5 separate regions of the Mus musculus genome follow, and all the other regions are linked to region 4. Evidence: chromatin contacts called from public Hi-C and promoter capture Hi-C data. All regions are on one chromosome and are shown on one strand. The core of a region is the stretch at or near the end of the contact, and the rest is flanking DNA. Distances in the headings are between cores, read along the strand shown. Region 1 holds the start of Nudt14 (nudix (nucleoside diphosphate linked moiety X)-type motif 14). Region 2 holds the start of Tedc1 (tubulin epsilon and delta complex 1). Region 3 holds the start of Adssl1 (adenylosuccinate synthetase like 1). Region 4 holds the start of Ppp2r5c (protein phosphatase 2, regulatory subunit B', gamma). Region 5 holds the start of Mta1 (metastasis associated 1).

Region 1 (2,722 bases), core at 60-2,559, 2.5 Mb after region 4:
GCTCAACTGAGCTCTGGTTACCAATGCCATCAGCGGAAATGTGCTGGTGGGATGCCAGCCAAAGCTGTAAAGCCACCCCACAGCACTTCCCAGGAAGTGAGGGCGAACGAACCAGCCTGGACCGTCCACAGCCCACCAGAACCCCAGGTCCTGGGTATGAAAGAGCCACATGGCTACCCCATGTCACCAGCCGAGGAAAGGGAAAAGAAGTGTGATCCCCCACACACACCCCGTGTCTCTACCCTTTGTTCCTCAACTGAACCCAGTTGCTCCCTCAAGCCTGTATTACCTCACTGCACTCTGGGAGAAGAATTCCCTAGCCTAGTGGGTAGGTGGAAAGGACCTCCACACAGCAGACACACCAGAGGCAAGGGAATTTGCAGGCTGGAGGCCACAACACTGGTGAGAGAAATGGAGTGGGAGAGCTGGGCAAACGCCAAGCCCTGGGCGGTCTGATCTAAGCTGAAACCCAGTCAGGGCTACATTGATCAGGTCAGGAAAATTGTGTATCAGACAGCATAGAGAATGGAAATGGGCAACGTGCCAGGGGCCTACTAGACAGGGCCATGCAGGGTAGAGGAGAAGGAAGACCATGGGGTAAGACGAAAGAGAAGAGGCAGCAAGTAGGTTCAACAAATGTTTTCTGTGTGCCTACTAGGTGCCCAACGGTGTCATGTGAGATAGCTATGTATGGCCCTGTTGTTCTGGGAGACAGACACCTGGGAGCTGCGAAAGACTGAGTTGAAGAGGTTTCTTCGTGACAGCAGACTTTCTGTTAAGGCTTGAAGGAGGAGCTAGAAAGAAGGCGCAAGGAGGGTATCTGCAATTGTGGGGTTCCCCAAGAGTTCTTCCTGCCCTGATCCAAGAGTTTTCCTGCCCTGATACCCAGAGTAATCAATGGGTCTAACTGCATAAAAGTATCGATGGGCGGTCAGAAATGGAGGGCCAGTCAAATCTTCCTCAGGAAAGAGCGATTCTCTTTGCATGTCCTTCCTTGGCCATTCCGGGTTGACCGACTGGCCGTCAGGACTGCAGGAGGGCGGAGCTCAAGCTCTGAGAATCCGCTCAGGGCGGAGTCGTGAGCTCGGGGGGCGGGGCCGGGGCCGCAACGCGGGGGGCGGGGGGAGAGCGCGGAGACACGCGAGTGGGGCGGATCACCTGGCGGTAGTGCAGCGTGAAAGGCCGCAGGTAGGGCGAATGGGCACAGAGGCCCACGGCCACCCCGTCGATGCGCTCCATGGTGGCGCAGAGCAGATTCTTCCGCGGATCGAAGCCGGCGGGCGCGTCTACGCACTTCTGGGCATGCCCAGTTCACACGCGGGGCGGGCCGGGGGGCGGGGCGGAGGGCGGGCCACAGAGTCCAGGTAGCACCTGCGGGAGTGCTGCGCGCGAGGGAGGCGCTTTCAGACAAGTCCCCAAGCCAGCATAAAGGGGAAGCGAACTGAGTAGGGTGGAGAGGGCTTCGTAGTATATGAAGCCTCCAACGGGTGGAAATCAGAGGGGATCACCGGGGTAGGTCAGCTGAGCGGGAGTCTGTTTGGCCGGGGTTAGCAACAAACTCACCCCCTTCCCAAGTCTGGGGAGCCAGGGCCCCCACTGAAGCGTACAGAAGGGGAGAATAGAAGACAAATCTGAAGAGAAAAGGCTGGTGAAGGAAGGCCCCGGGAAGAGCACTAGCCACACAGAGGCTGACCTGACCCTGTTTGAGAGAAAGTGCGACTTCCTGTCTCTGTTCTTCACAAAGGCCATGTTGCTGCACACATTTCACAACAGCTGTTCAGGGCCCCAGATCTGCTCCATCACTATGTCAATCCAGATGCATCCAAAGTTCCAGGCCACTCTAGATTCAAGGAGAGAGGACTTCACTATATGGGACACATGGTTCACAGAGAGCCATTCTTAAAGACTACACACACACACACACACACACACACACATACACACACACACACACACACATCCCTCTCCTAAAGTACTGAACTTTCCAGGCTTTGGCCTGGCCACCTAGTGTCCTGGAGGTCAGAGTGACTATCAACCAAGAGCTCCTCTAGTCCCCGAAACCAAAGCCCTCAGGTGTCTTCCTTTATTTCAGAGGCCTCCTGGCAGACTTTCTCCCTAGAGTGTGTGTAGACAATAGGGACCAGTCACAGAGTTCTCACTGCTATAACCAGTAGTTCAGGCAAAGGAAGATGTTAAAGGGCCCAGTGTCACTGGCCGGGGGCTACCTGTGCTCACTGGGCCTGCCTGAGAGGAAAACAGAAAGCCCCCACAACTCTACAGATCATTGTAGGGGGAAAGTCACATTTGAATGTTAGTATAAACTGAGGTGAGTAGAGTTTCTGGGATCCCTGGGCCACAGGAAAGGGCTACCTGTGTGCAGGAGCAAGAAATATGTCTGTCCAAGGGGCTTTGGCCAGGGCCCAGAGTGGTACTGTTAGATAGCTGATCATTGTCCCCATGGGAGCAATGCAGGAGCCTGGATGGAGAGGGGTTTGTCAAAAGTGGGTGGGGTGAGGTGGGAAGGCACCATGCTGCCAATGCCCAAGACTTAGAGAAACCATCTCTGTGTTCGGCAAGCCGTTTCCTGGAGTTCCAAAGACCCCGTTGAACACATGTCCAGGACAGTGCAGACATCATGAGACACGAGGCCACAAGTCAGCGTTATTACATCTGCTGTCTTTCAGCAAGACAAACTTCTATAGAGTCAGTTCAGGATGCTGGG
Region 2 (2,700 bases), core at 23-2,522, 2.7 Mb after region 4:
CTGAGGCAGAATAGCTGAAGGTATCCAGATGAGCAGAGGAAGGTCTGCAGCAAAACACAGGGAGGGTCAAGGTAAAGGTGAGCCCGCAGTCTCCGCACTTCCGGAGGGCGTGGCCATCCTGTAGACCGCCGTTAAACTGGCAGGTGCCAAGGGACAGCTCTGCCCCTCCCTCTCACCTCACTTTCCTTTTCCGCACCGCACCCTCTCCCTCTCCACCTGCCTCTTCTTTCCTAGCTTTGAGATGCAGAGTACACGCAGTACTGTCTGTCCGCTGCTCCAACTATTTTTGGTGGCGACATCGAGGGCACAAAGCTTAGTTTGTGTCCGCTCGAGCGTTCAGGTCTCGCCCCAGCAATTCTTCCTGCCACTCGTCGCCTACAGGCTTGTCTCTGGATCACCGTTGGCAGCGTCCGGCCTTTGTCCGGCCCTCCTCCACACGCACTGGCGCACATAATGTGATCTTTCGCATCCGGCTTCCCACAGAGGCTGCTCTGGCTTCACCTAGGTTGTAGCCACGTAGTAGGCTCATGCCGGTTGCGGAGGATAGTTGCCGACTGCATGTCTTTCCCCGTGCATCAGGTTGCACTCTGGGTTCATTCTGCCATTGTCATGTAGCTACTGTGAATCCTTGCGGGATTCTCAAAGCTTACCAAGATTGCTCCTGAAGGGCTGAGTGCAAAACTAAGTTCAACCTTAAAAGAGAGGGCCGCACCCTTTTATGAAGTGGAGAATTTTCCTTAAAAACTGCTCTTCTAGTGGCTGGAGGAAGAATGAATATGGGGACAAGGAAGTCTGGGGCTGGCTGTACATGAGAGGGAGGATGGCTTTCCGAAGAGACTTCTGGCGACGTGGCCCCCGGAACTCCCCACCCACTTCGCAGGGCTCAGCTGCTTCTCGCGGAGGCCTGGCGACCCCTGGCGGCGGGTTCCTTCCAGGGCGGCTTCGCAGAGACACTCCCTTCGTGGCTGGGTGGAGCCACATTGCTCCTTCCTCCGCTCCTCCAGGGAACACCTCGGGCGCATGCGCGCCCTCCAGCCTCGCGCTTCCCTAGCCCGGGGTTGCTAAGGCGGTTGATAAGTCGAGGTGCTGATTGGTGAGTTCCAACGGAGTTGGCACCTCCAATCCCCGCCCCCGACCCCGGAAGTGCCTGCCTACGGGATAGACTGGTAGGCACTCAAACGCCAGAGTCATCGTTCATTGGGCCTGAGGGGAGAAGGCGGGCCTCATCCGGAACTGTGATTGGTCGGGGTCCCGAGCGGGCAATCCGAGGCTGTCTAGTGCTGGCTGTATGCGGCGGCGGCGGAGCCGGGTGGAAGGGGCTGCCCGGGCCCTGCCTGAGGCTGTCGCCGCGCTGAGTCGGTGCCTGCCTGCTGGGCCCAGCCCAGAAATCTTCCGCCGCGCCAAGTTCGATCGACCTGAGGCGGTGAGGCTATTCGAGTAGGCGGTCGGGGTCGGGGCAGGCGTTGCCTGGGCTGATGTAGGTGACACCTGATACCCGCTGACTACAAACTCCTCGTTTGCTTCAGGCTCCAGTGCTCTGGCAGCTTCTCTTGCGCGTGCTCTCACCGCTTGCTGCAAACAATACCTGGACCGACCTTGCCCCAGGTAAGCCCCGCCCTCTCAGAAAGCCGCTCCCCAAGGCTATTGTAGTTTTGTCTTAACCCACCAAGTCCCGCCCCATCAAAGCTCCTCTGTTGTTTCCTCCCTTCCTGCAGGCACCTGCTCCTCTCGCTGTTGCGCCCACTTCCATTAGTATAAGTTCCCACTAGCCTTTACCACGCTTACCTGGGTAGTAGTGGCTTTATCACTCCAGTGAAACGCTGAGACTGGCCAACCACTCACAGAAATCCTGCCCGTTGGTTATCACTTTGCCTCCTCATAGACTCTCAGATCTCGCCTCCTTAGTCCACGCTTAGCAGGTTCTAAGCTTAGGGGGTGCTCTCAGGTCCCCAGAGGGATCCAGGTGAAATCTCCAGGTTAGCACCCCCTGATCTGATCATTTCCCACTCCAGAGGCCCAAGCCTGTGTGGTGAAATCAGCACTGGGCTCCCAAGGCTACCCCAGGTCTGTGCTGCTACAATTTCCAGACGGCAGTTCTCAGGGAAGCCGGGAACTGCTGTTGGCCCTGTCTTGGCTCCTCGCCCGAGGACCCTTGCTTGAGCAGCTGCTTGCCCAGACCCGTGTGCAGCTGGGTGACCAGTTGCCCCAGTGGGAGGTGAGTATGTAATTGAGGGTGTCAGAGCCCTGCTTTGCCCAGAACCCGTGGATTTCTCCGGGCTTCCAGCTCATGTGGTATTTGCCCTTGGTGTGGTTCTCATCCAGCTTTGAAGCTGAGGATGTACGTCAGTAGTACAGCTTCCCTGTCCTGGTCCTTCCTCGAGATATGGGATGTATAGCAGGGCTGACTCTTGTTCCCTCTCTACTGTGAGGCCCCAACCAGTCCTGGTCCTCCTGCACCCTTTGTGGAACCAAAGAGCCCCGTGGATCTCCGACTAGTGGAATGGCTGATGGGAAGGCTGCGGTTTAGGTGGCGATGCCTGATCTCTAGTCAGCAGGAGCAGTGTATCCTCCTCAGCAAGGTAATACAGGCACATGGCTCTTCACCCTGTGCCCAGGCTGCCTTTCCCTGGGGTCCATCTCTGTCACCACTATTGGACCACTGGACTGCTGGGCTTATCCCAACTCTGACCTTTACAAGCA
Region 3 (2,738 bases), core at 57-2,556, 2.2 Mb after region 4:
CCCCCCCCATATTCTCCTGTTTACCCCTTGTCTCCGTTCCTGCATCAGCCTTCTCTGCCTGCTTTGCCTTCTGAGCACACCTTCCTGAAAGACCTTATCAGGGATTTCTGCCTGTCCCAGCCACTGCTCAGGAGATCTTGGCCTGAACCACTAACTCTAGATGCCACGTCTACTCGCTTGCCCCCTCCCCACTGTGGCACTGAGTGAGGTAGAGAAGGATATTGTAATCTGCACACAAAGACTGTAAGGCTCTTCTAAGAAGTAGTGTCCAGATCCGAGGCCCTGACTGCTTCAGCCATAGCAACTGAAGAGAGTGTCTATGTCCCTATGTGAAACAGAAGACACAGACCACCATGACCTGCACAGCCAGGGAGGGTAGCAGCAGTGTGGCTGAGGCTGACTGGGAATAGCCTCTCTTCCCCAAGCTGGGGGAGGGGGGGTGTCAGTCCCCCAGAGGGTGTGTCTAGTCTCACTGGTCTTGTGACAGTCCTGCGAACTGCCCCCAGGACAACTAGGAGCCTGACTGCTCTGTGAACCTGTCCCAGGGGTCAGTTAGCACACCCTGGAAGGACACGCACCAGTGGGGGGCTGGGGGGAGCATGCCACACAGGCCTCCCAGCCTCAGGACTTTCCCTTGTCCCTGTTTCCAGTCTGGACTGAGTGGCAGAAACCATCGACCCCGAGGTCTCTTGGAAAGTTGAATCCTCCTCTGCTCCTGTGTCCCTCAAGTTGCTCTGACCCCGAGCGGATGTGGGTACTTCATCTTACACTTGGCGCTGGGCTAGTAGCTAGCTACAGCCACCCAAGAGCTGCATATCCTGGGCCAGCAGGGGTGACTATGTGGCCTGGTGGAGAGAGATCGTCTTAGTTAAGGTGACTTTCTGGGCGGCTCTCAGGAGAACCGTTCCTGGTCCTGGACTCGAGGTTCAAGACGGGAAAACAGGTGATCCCGCAGGCAGATCCTCCAGATTAACGGCAAAGAAACATCTGTGGTTCTGCTTTTGTTAACCGCTCTCTTGCCCCGGAAAAAGCAGCCTCCTCCGCTGTTTGTGCAACCCCAAACCCTAGTCCTAGCAGGCCAGTGGGCAGGGGTAGAGTCCGGGTCGTGCAGCACTGGCACCTCTCACGTCCTAGGGTGTTCTGAGTCATCTGCTTGCCCAAGTCGTGTCGGGGCGTCTAGCACCCTAAGTGCGCGCCATCTGCAGCGACAGCGGCAGGGACAGGGAGCTGTGGCCGCAGGTCACCGAGGTGCGTCACCGCGTGCGCAGGACCCGCCCCCGGCCCGCCCCCCTCTCTAGGCGTCCGCATTTAATGGAGCGAGAGCTCTGGCGGCGGCGGGCTCTCGCTTGGCCCAGAGCAGCAGAGGAGCTAAGCCAGCATGTCCGGGACCCGAGCCTCCAACGACCGGCCCCCCGGCACAGGCGGAGTCAAGAGGGGGCGGCTGCAGCAGGAGGCGGCGGCGACAGGCTCCCGCGTGACCGTGGTGCTGGGCGCGCAGTGGGGGGACGAGGGCAAAGGCAAGGTGGTGGACCTGCTGGCCACGGACGCCGACATCGTCAGTCGCTGCCAGGTGCGGGCCAGGCGCCGAGTCCCTCCCTAACCTGCCCAGCGAGCCTCTCCCCTTCCCCGGGATCCGGACGAACCCCTTCCTCCTGTGCCCTGAGTGGGTCACAGCCTTTTGGATTCCTCCCTCCCAGGAGTACCTTCCCCACTGCCTAAGTCCTCCTTCCCACACACACCCTCTCACACAAAGCTCTTGGCCTCCCACCACCCACCCACCTCCTCCCCAGGGCAATGGCAGGAGCCCGAGCTAAAAATATAAGTCGCTGAGTTGAGGACATGGGATCCTCAGGGGTAGGGCGTTCCAGGGCGGTGATGGTGGGCCCTCCAGTGGGGAAAGCCCCAACGGGGTGGGTCGAGGTACCCTAAGATGCAGCAAAGGGTGAGAGCTGCTTTCTGAGAAGGGGGGTGTCCTCGGCGAGTCAGCCAGGCAGAGACAGGATGAAGATAGGTTTCTAACCTAGAGGAACGCAGGGTCAGGAGCCTAAAGCAGAGTTCAAAGGGGTCTGGCTGACATGGAGAAAGGAGGAGTCACAGATTTCCCGGGCAGGGTGTGACCCGGTGGCTGGTAGTGCTCAGAGAAGGCCAGAGACAGTCTTTGTGCCCTTGGCCAGCTGCAAAGTGCTCTGAGCACCCACATTTGTTCTGACTGACTCTGGACAGCGGGTGGGTACTCTCCTAGGGCTAGCTGCCTGCTCTCCTTAAGTCTCTGTGGTGTTGAGCTGCAGCTAACAGCCACACTGCCTCTGCGGTGCCATCCTCAGCACAGAGGGCTCGGTTTGAGGGAAGATACTCTGTGATACTGGGTTTGGAGCCACACTTATGGCTGCTGACCCAAATGAAGGTGGGAACACCTGCTGGAGTTCTGTCTCCCTGGTTCTGTGGCTTTCTTGCTGAGTTCCCGAGGACTCCTAGGAGGCCTCCGGAGGCATAGCTTGGTTCCCTGGGCCACATTTGCCCAGCTGGGGATGAGGATTTCTGGAAACTCTCTTAAGAATGAGGAGCTACCCTGCTCTCTCACCCTGTTCACCCCTCTCCCTTGAAGTCTCTAGGTCCTAAGGACAGACCTTGGGCCTCCTAAGCCCTACACCTTGCATGCATTGTCCAGCTATGTGTATGTAACTGGGATTTACTCCCAGCGGTCTGGAGTCCTGCTCTCCAGCGACCCAGCACCAAAG
Region 4 (2,700 bases), core at 166-2,665:
AAAATGCTTTGCTTGGCATTTACAAGAGTTAAAACAAAAACAAACAAAAACCAAGGGTTAAGATACATCGATTTTTCAGTGCCTTGGCCTGGGTACGTAGCTGAAGTCTCCAGCGTTTGTCTAGCAGGCTCAAAGCTTATGACGAAGGCACCTCCTAAATCATGAGTGAGCGCCTGAAGTCTCCTGCACTCGAAACAGTTCACTCCTACAGTCTTCCTTCTGAGTGCTCCCCCTTAGCATAGGATGTCAGACACTGACAACTCCAAAAACAGGACTGTATAAGTAGCGAATTAGCTTCTTCCCTCATAAAGAGCTACTAGAGAAGTGAGAGAATCAAGTGATCCCTGGTCTTCATGCAGTTTTCTCACAGGCTAACGACCACTGGTAATTAAAGAATAACAAAGACGCAGGGCTGCTCAGACGTAATGGGCTCGGAAAAAAAGCCTACACTGATCTGACTACCTCCCTGGTGGGCCGGGGCGATGGGTGGCAGTGTGCAGGTAGAGTCTCAGAGTGAGCAGCTGATGGGCTCGGCCTAGGTGGATCCAATCCCTAAGACGTAAGGTGGGCGGTGCCTACATTGGGGAAGCCGGTTGCCTTGCGGGTGAGTCTGGAACAGAGAAATTTCGGCGTGCAGGACCACAGGGGAACTAGGCAGTCTACACTTGGACCGCCGTGGGCAGAGTCTGCTCTGGGGAGAGTTCCTTTGCTCGCGTGGGCGGGGACGAAAGGAGAGGCGTGGACTCTATAGGCGGGGCTGAGGCGAGCCCCGCCTCTGAGGCGTGCGGTGGGCGGAGCGTACCCCGGAGCCAGCAGCATTGCCTTCGTGGGCGGGGCCTAATGGCCCAAGGAAACCGCCGCTCGCGCGGTCCCGGGTCTCCTCCGCACTGCACGAGCGTCACCGCTACCAGGCTTATGGGGTAGAGTTTTTCGTGCCTGGAAGGCTACAGAATAGTCGCCATACATCTCACATGTGCATTCCCGCTCCTCACTGTCCTTTGCTCTCCTCCCCGTCCCGGCTCAGCGGCCGTGACTTTATCACCTCCGTTGTCCGCACACGCCTCCCTCTCCCCAGTAGCTCCCTCCCTGATGGCTCCACCAAAACCTTCACAGCCCGGCACACGAGCCGGTCCGCACCGAGGGGGTGGGGACAGGCCGCGCAGTGGGCGGGGCGACGCTGCGGAGCGTTAGGGCACGTGGGGCCGTGTCGGCCAATGGCGTGGCGTCGTTGAGGGCGGCGAGGCGGGGAGAGGGCAGCGTGGGGCCGGCGCGGGGCGGGGCCTGGGGCGGGGGCGGGGCCTGCCGGGAGAGGGGCGGAGAGACGCCGCCGCCGCTGCCGCCGCCGCCGCCGCCGCCGCGGCTGCCGCAGCCTCTGGGAGCCTGGAAAAGGGGAAGCGAGAGCGGACGAGCGACTCAGTCCCCGGGCGGCGGCTGCAGCGGCGGCGGCGGCGGCCGGGGCGGCGCGACGGCCGGGCCGGGGGCGCTTCTGCTGCTGCAGCGGCAGTGGCGGCGGGCGGAGGCAGGGGCGGCGGCGGCGGCCCGCACCAGCCATGCCGAATAAAAACAAGAAGGAGAAAGTGAGTCGGGGCCGGGGGCTCCGGGACCGGGTCTGGGGTCCCCGCGTCGGCGGGTAGGGGCGGGGCGGCAGGTCGTCCAGGCTCGCGGGCGGGCCCAGGGCGCTGGCAGGATTGCATGGAGCTGGGGAGGCCGCTCAGGCTCTGAGGTGGCGCTGAGGTGCCGCGGTCGCTCTGGGTGGCGGCTGATGCTCCGTGCAGTGCTCTGCGTGGCGGGGGCTGGGGTGCTGGAGCGTTCCGGACTCGCCCCAGAAACCCTCACTTGTGAGGTTTAAGGGTGGGAGGGGAGAAAGGGATGGGCCGAGAGCTGGGGTTACGTGTCCCTACCTGGAGTTTTCACCTCCCTCCCCCGCCCCCCAACACAGACATGAAGAGAAACGGAATTTGAAGGCTGCTGGTATTGTGAATATACTCAATATGATGTAGTTTGCTGCTGACATATTAAAGCCATCAGAAGCTCTCAGTGATATGTATCAATTTAGAAACTGCATTTGAGCTGATGCTTAGCGGTCCAAATATTGAGAACACTAATGGTTTTTTGTTGTTGTTTGTTTTTGTTTTTTTGTTTTTGTTTTGTGATGATTCCCAGGAACCACCAAAACCGGTGAAAAGTGGAAAAGGTCCAAAAGAAGGACAAGATACAGCAGAAACAGAGGTAACCTCTGGACAAGCTCATTGTTATTCTTGATCAGCCTTTAATCTAGGGTCTAACACGGAGGCTCTACAAACCAAAGTGTTTCTGAAGTCTTTTCTTATGAGTTACTTATCCCCCCCCCCACTCTTTTATTAAAGTGTGCACAGCGAAACTGACATTTTAAAAACAGTTTTGTGGCTTCTAACAGAGCTCAAGCCCTCCCAGTGAACTGGTCTTAAATGGAGTCTCTAGCTTTAGGGTCTGCCCCCTCGTTCCTTTTCTGTGTCTCTGGCTCTCTCAGTGACTTCCACGGTCCTTGCTTTCCTTGCTGCAGCCTCGAACTGGTGTCCTGGGCAAGCTTCTCTTCTGCTGATGTCTGGTCCTTTTCAACTAAGTGTGGATGTGTTTTGGTGGCTCTAATTTGGGTACTTTTTTTTTTTTTTTTAAACAGTCTTCTATTTCCTTTCCCACAAGCTCCTCCATCCTCTTTGG
Region 5 (2,700 bases), core at 111-2,610, 2.7 Mb after region 4:
GACTCAACCAGAACTCCCAGTCAGCTCCTTTTCACTGCCCCAACTGTGGCAGGGACAGGAGTCCCATCAGGGACACAACCTTTTGTCCTCTGGCCTTGGGGTAATGTCTAAGAACTCCCTCTTCACAGACCTTAGATAAGCAAAGGCAAGCCCTTAGTCACAGATGCCACAAAGAGGCACCTTCCTCAGCACCGCAATGCCCCACGGCTTATGTGGTCTTGGCTTCAGCTTGGGCTTGTGGGAGGGAATCCAAGCGAGCAGGGAGGTACACGGAGGGAGGCCTGGCACTTCAGGAACAAGCATGACCGCCTTGTTCAAGGATAGTCATGATGTTCCTGGGTGACTGAAGAGGTTGGACAATGGGGGACACACTGAGGACCCCTACAAGAATTGGAAAGGATCCCTACACAGGGGTGCAGGGAAGGGCTCACATAGAAGGACCCAAGGCAACCTTGTGAGAAACTCCCAAGGAGCCAGTCCTAGGAGGGCTCACCTTGTCAGGTATGTGAGAGGTCTCTGGAGGTGACCTGGGGTTGCTGAAGACTAGGTGAGCATGGAGCTTGGCGGGGGTGGGGGGAGGGCAGGGAAAGGGTCACCAATGGGTGCTGAGGGCCAGGAGGGAATGGGCCTGGAGAGTGCTGGAGAGTGCCACTGGAGGATGCCCGAGTCATTTGGGAGGGGTCGTGGAGAGCCTCCCAGGTAAGCTGAAAGACCATGTAAGAGGGCCATCCAGGGATGTCGAGGACCACTGAGGGTTAAAGAAGGGCCACCCAGTGGGTGCCGAGGTCCAGGCGGGCGTGGGCCTGGAGAGTGCCACTGGAGGATGCCAAGTATCATTCCGGAGGGGTCGCAGGAGGGCCATCAATGATGTGGAGGGCCAGCCACTCTAGGCGGGTTGCAGGAGTGCGTCCCAGGGACGCAGGGTGTGGGCCTGCCGAGGAGGACCACCTGGGGATGCCAAGGGCCACTCCAGCAGTGGCTTCGAAGGACCTCCAAGGGATGAGCAGCTGACCCAGGGATGCCGAGGACCACTTTGGAGAGGATGCAGGAGGGCCACTCGGGATGCCAGGGCCACGAAAGCGTGGGGCTCCGGATGGCCACCCGGGGATGCTGAGAGCCAGGCAGGAGGGGTCGTGGGAGGGCGATCCGGGGATGCCGAGGACCAGGCGAGCTAAGGGCTCAGAAGGGCCACTCGGCCAGGGGCACGCGGGCCGGCGCGGCGCGGGGTCGGGTAACGGCCCGCGCGGTGGGCGGCGGCGCCCGAGGCCCCTCCCCGCCGCCCGCGGCCGCTCCTCCTCTTCCTCTCCCGCCCGCGCCGCGGCCCTCCCGTCCCTGCGCGGCCTCGGCGGCCTCGGAGGCGGCGGCGGCGGCGGCGGCGGAGCAGCGCGGTCCCTTTAAACCGCCCGCCGGCGCCCCCGCGCCCGCCCCCGCCCCGGCCCGCGCCCGGCCCGCCGCCCGCGCTCGCGCCCCGCGCCCCGCGGCCCCGCCGCCGGCCCGGACATGGCCGCCAACATGTACAGGGTCGGAGGTAAGGCCCCGCCACGGCCTTTATGCGCCGCGGGCCCACCGCCCGCGCCTCCCGGCCCCGCCGCGGCCTCCGCGCCTCCCCCACGCCGCCCTCGCGCGCGGCCCGCGCCCCTCCCCCCCGTCCCGCCCCCGTCGCGCTCGCGCCCCGCCCGCGAGGCTCGGTTCTGGTCTCCGGTGCTCGTCCCGGCCCAAAATGGCCCCTGGGCTGCCGGTGCCGGGGCGCGCGCGCGCGGGGCGCCGAGCGGCGCTGGGAGGGGGCTATGCCCACCTGTTGGGGACCGGGGGTGGCCCGCGGGACGCAGGCGGAGTAGCGGCGAGTGGCCAGGGTGGCCAGGGCATCCCGGGGGCCGGCGGGCCCGGCGGCGGGAGGCCTGGGCCTGGGTCCGGGCCGGAGCCCCTGAGCAGGAGCACGTGCCTCTGGAGCTCTGGCTGCGGTCCCGCGAGCAGGAGTTTCGGGGTCTGGGGGGCAAGCGGTCTCCTCAGGGGGCCGTGCAGGGCCCGCTAGGTGTGCAGGCACCGTGAGTCCTGTTGCAGGGGCCACGAGCCCGTCCCAGCCGAGGGCTTTCCTTAGCAGGGATTCCTGGGGGGGAGGGTTGGCTACAGCAGGGGGCCTACATCCCAAGTGCAGGTCTGAATCACCCCAAACTTTTCTCTGCCTTACTGCTCACCCCTGCCTAGCAAGGAGGCACTTTCCTGGCCTTTGGAAGGCCAGAGGTCCCTACTGACCTGGGGCCATGAGAGCCTGTCTGCCCGGGCTGGTCCCCCAGTTGTTGGGCCCTGGGAAGAAGCCCTTTGCCCAGTTTGTGTATGTGTGTGTGTGACCAGGATACTCCGGAATGGCCTTGCACACATCCAGGCCATGCTGACCCTTATAGTTATCCCATAGCCTTCTTCTGCTCTCTCTCTGGACTTGGAGACCCTCCTGGTCACAGCCTAAATGTGGATGAGTCTGCTGCTGTCCCCCACTAGCAAACTTGGGCTTTGCTGTGAGAGTGTGCTTGAGTGCAAGACCACCCCGAAACACCCATCAACCACTCCTACGGAAGACCCCGACCCCTGAGTGCCTAGGTCATTTCCTTCCATCTCACACCAGCGGGACCCAGCCAGCTCAGTTCTGTGGCTTGGGGCACAGGGGTGCAGCTATCTCCACACGGATGGCTCATCCTCCCACAG

Evidence for each region. Promoter capture Hi-C pulls out the DNA fragments that hold promoters and counts their contacts. Hi-C and Micro-C count contacts between places; a contact is called where the count stands out from the background. Capture Hi-C pulls out chosen DNA fragments and counts their contacts.
Region 1: a Hi-C map of B cells shows a contact between it and region 4, with 5 read pairs. The contact joins the promoter of Nudt14 here to the promoter of Ppp2r5c in region 4.
Region 2: a contact with region 4 is called in a promoter capture Hi-C map of adipose tissue, with 2.7 times the contacts expected there. The contact joins the promoter of Tedc1 here to the promoter of Ppp2r5c in region 4. A contact is called at or near these places in 1 of 39 promoter capture datasets (liver), 1 of 115 datasets of contacts at active chromatin or transcription factors (bone marrow-derived dendritic cells) and 2 of 9 other capture datasets (adipose tissue and liver).
Region 3: a contact with region 4 is called in a promoter capture Hi-C map of pre-B cells, with 3 times the contacts expected there. The contact joins the promoter of Adssl1 here to the promoter of Ppp2r5c in region 4.
Region 5: a contact with region 4 is called in a promoter capture Hi-C map of liver, with 2.7 times the contacts expected there. The contact joins the promoter of Mta1 here to the promoter of Ppp2r5c in region 4. A contact is called at or near these places in 2 of 39 promoter capture datasets (both in liver).

What each region holds. Positions count from the first base shown.
Region 1 is chr12:112,940,833-112,943,554 of GRCm38.p6, forward strand. It overlaps Nudt14 (nudix (nucleoside diphosphate linked moiety X)-type motif 14), which reads right to left and starts at 1,310. Exons shown (of 5, transcript NM_025399.4): 1 at 1,159-1,310. The coding sequence starts at 1,239.
Region 2 is chr12:113,155,149-113,157,848 of GRCm38.p6, forward strand. It overlaps Tedc1 (tubulin epsilon and delta complex 1), which reads left to right and starts at 1,273. Exons shown (of 8, transcript NM_134041.3): 1 at 1,273-1,423; 2 at 1,527-1,605; 3 at 2,013-2,215; 4 at 2,430-2,579. The coding sequence starts at 1,289.
Region 3 is chr12:112,618,741-112,621,478 of GRCm38.p6, forward strand. Adssl1 (adenylosuccinate synthetase like 1) reads left to right here and starts at 1,307. Exons shown (of 13, transcript NM_007421.2): 1 at 1,307-1,570. The coding sequence starts at 1,379.
Region 4 is chr12:110,445,809-110,448,508 of GRCm38.p6, forward strand. Ppp2r5c (protein phosphatase 2, regulatory subunit B', gamma) reads left to right here and starts at 1,416. Exons shown (of 16, transcript NM_001373949.1): 1 at 1,416-1,577; 2 at 2,164-2,229. The coding sequence starts at 1,551.
Region 5 is chr12:113,096,918-113,099,617 of GRCm38.p6, forward strand. It overlaps Mta1 (metastasis associated 1), which reads left to right and starts at 1,361. Exons shown (of 21, transcript NM_001364622.1): 1 at 1,361-1,528. The coding sequence starts at 1,501.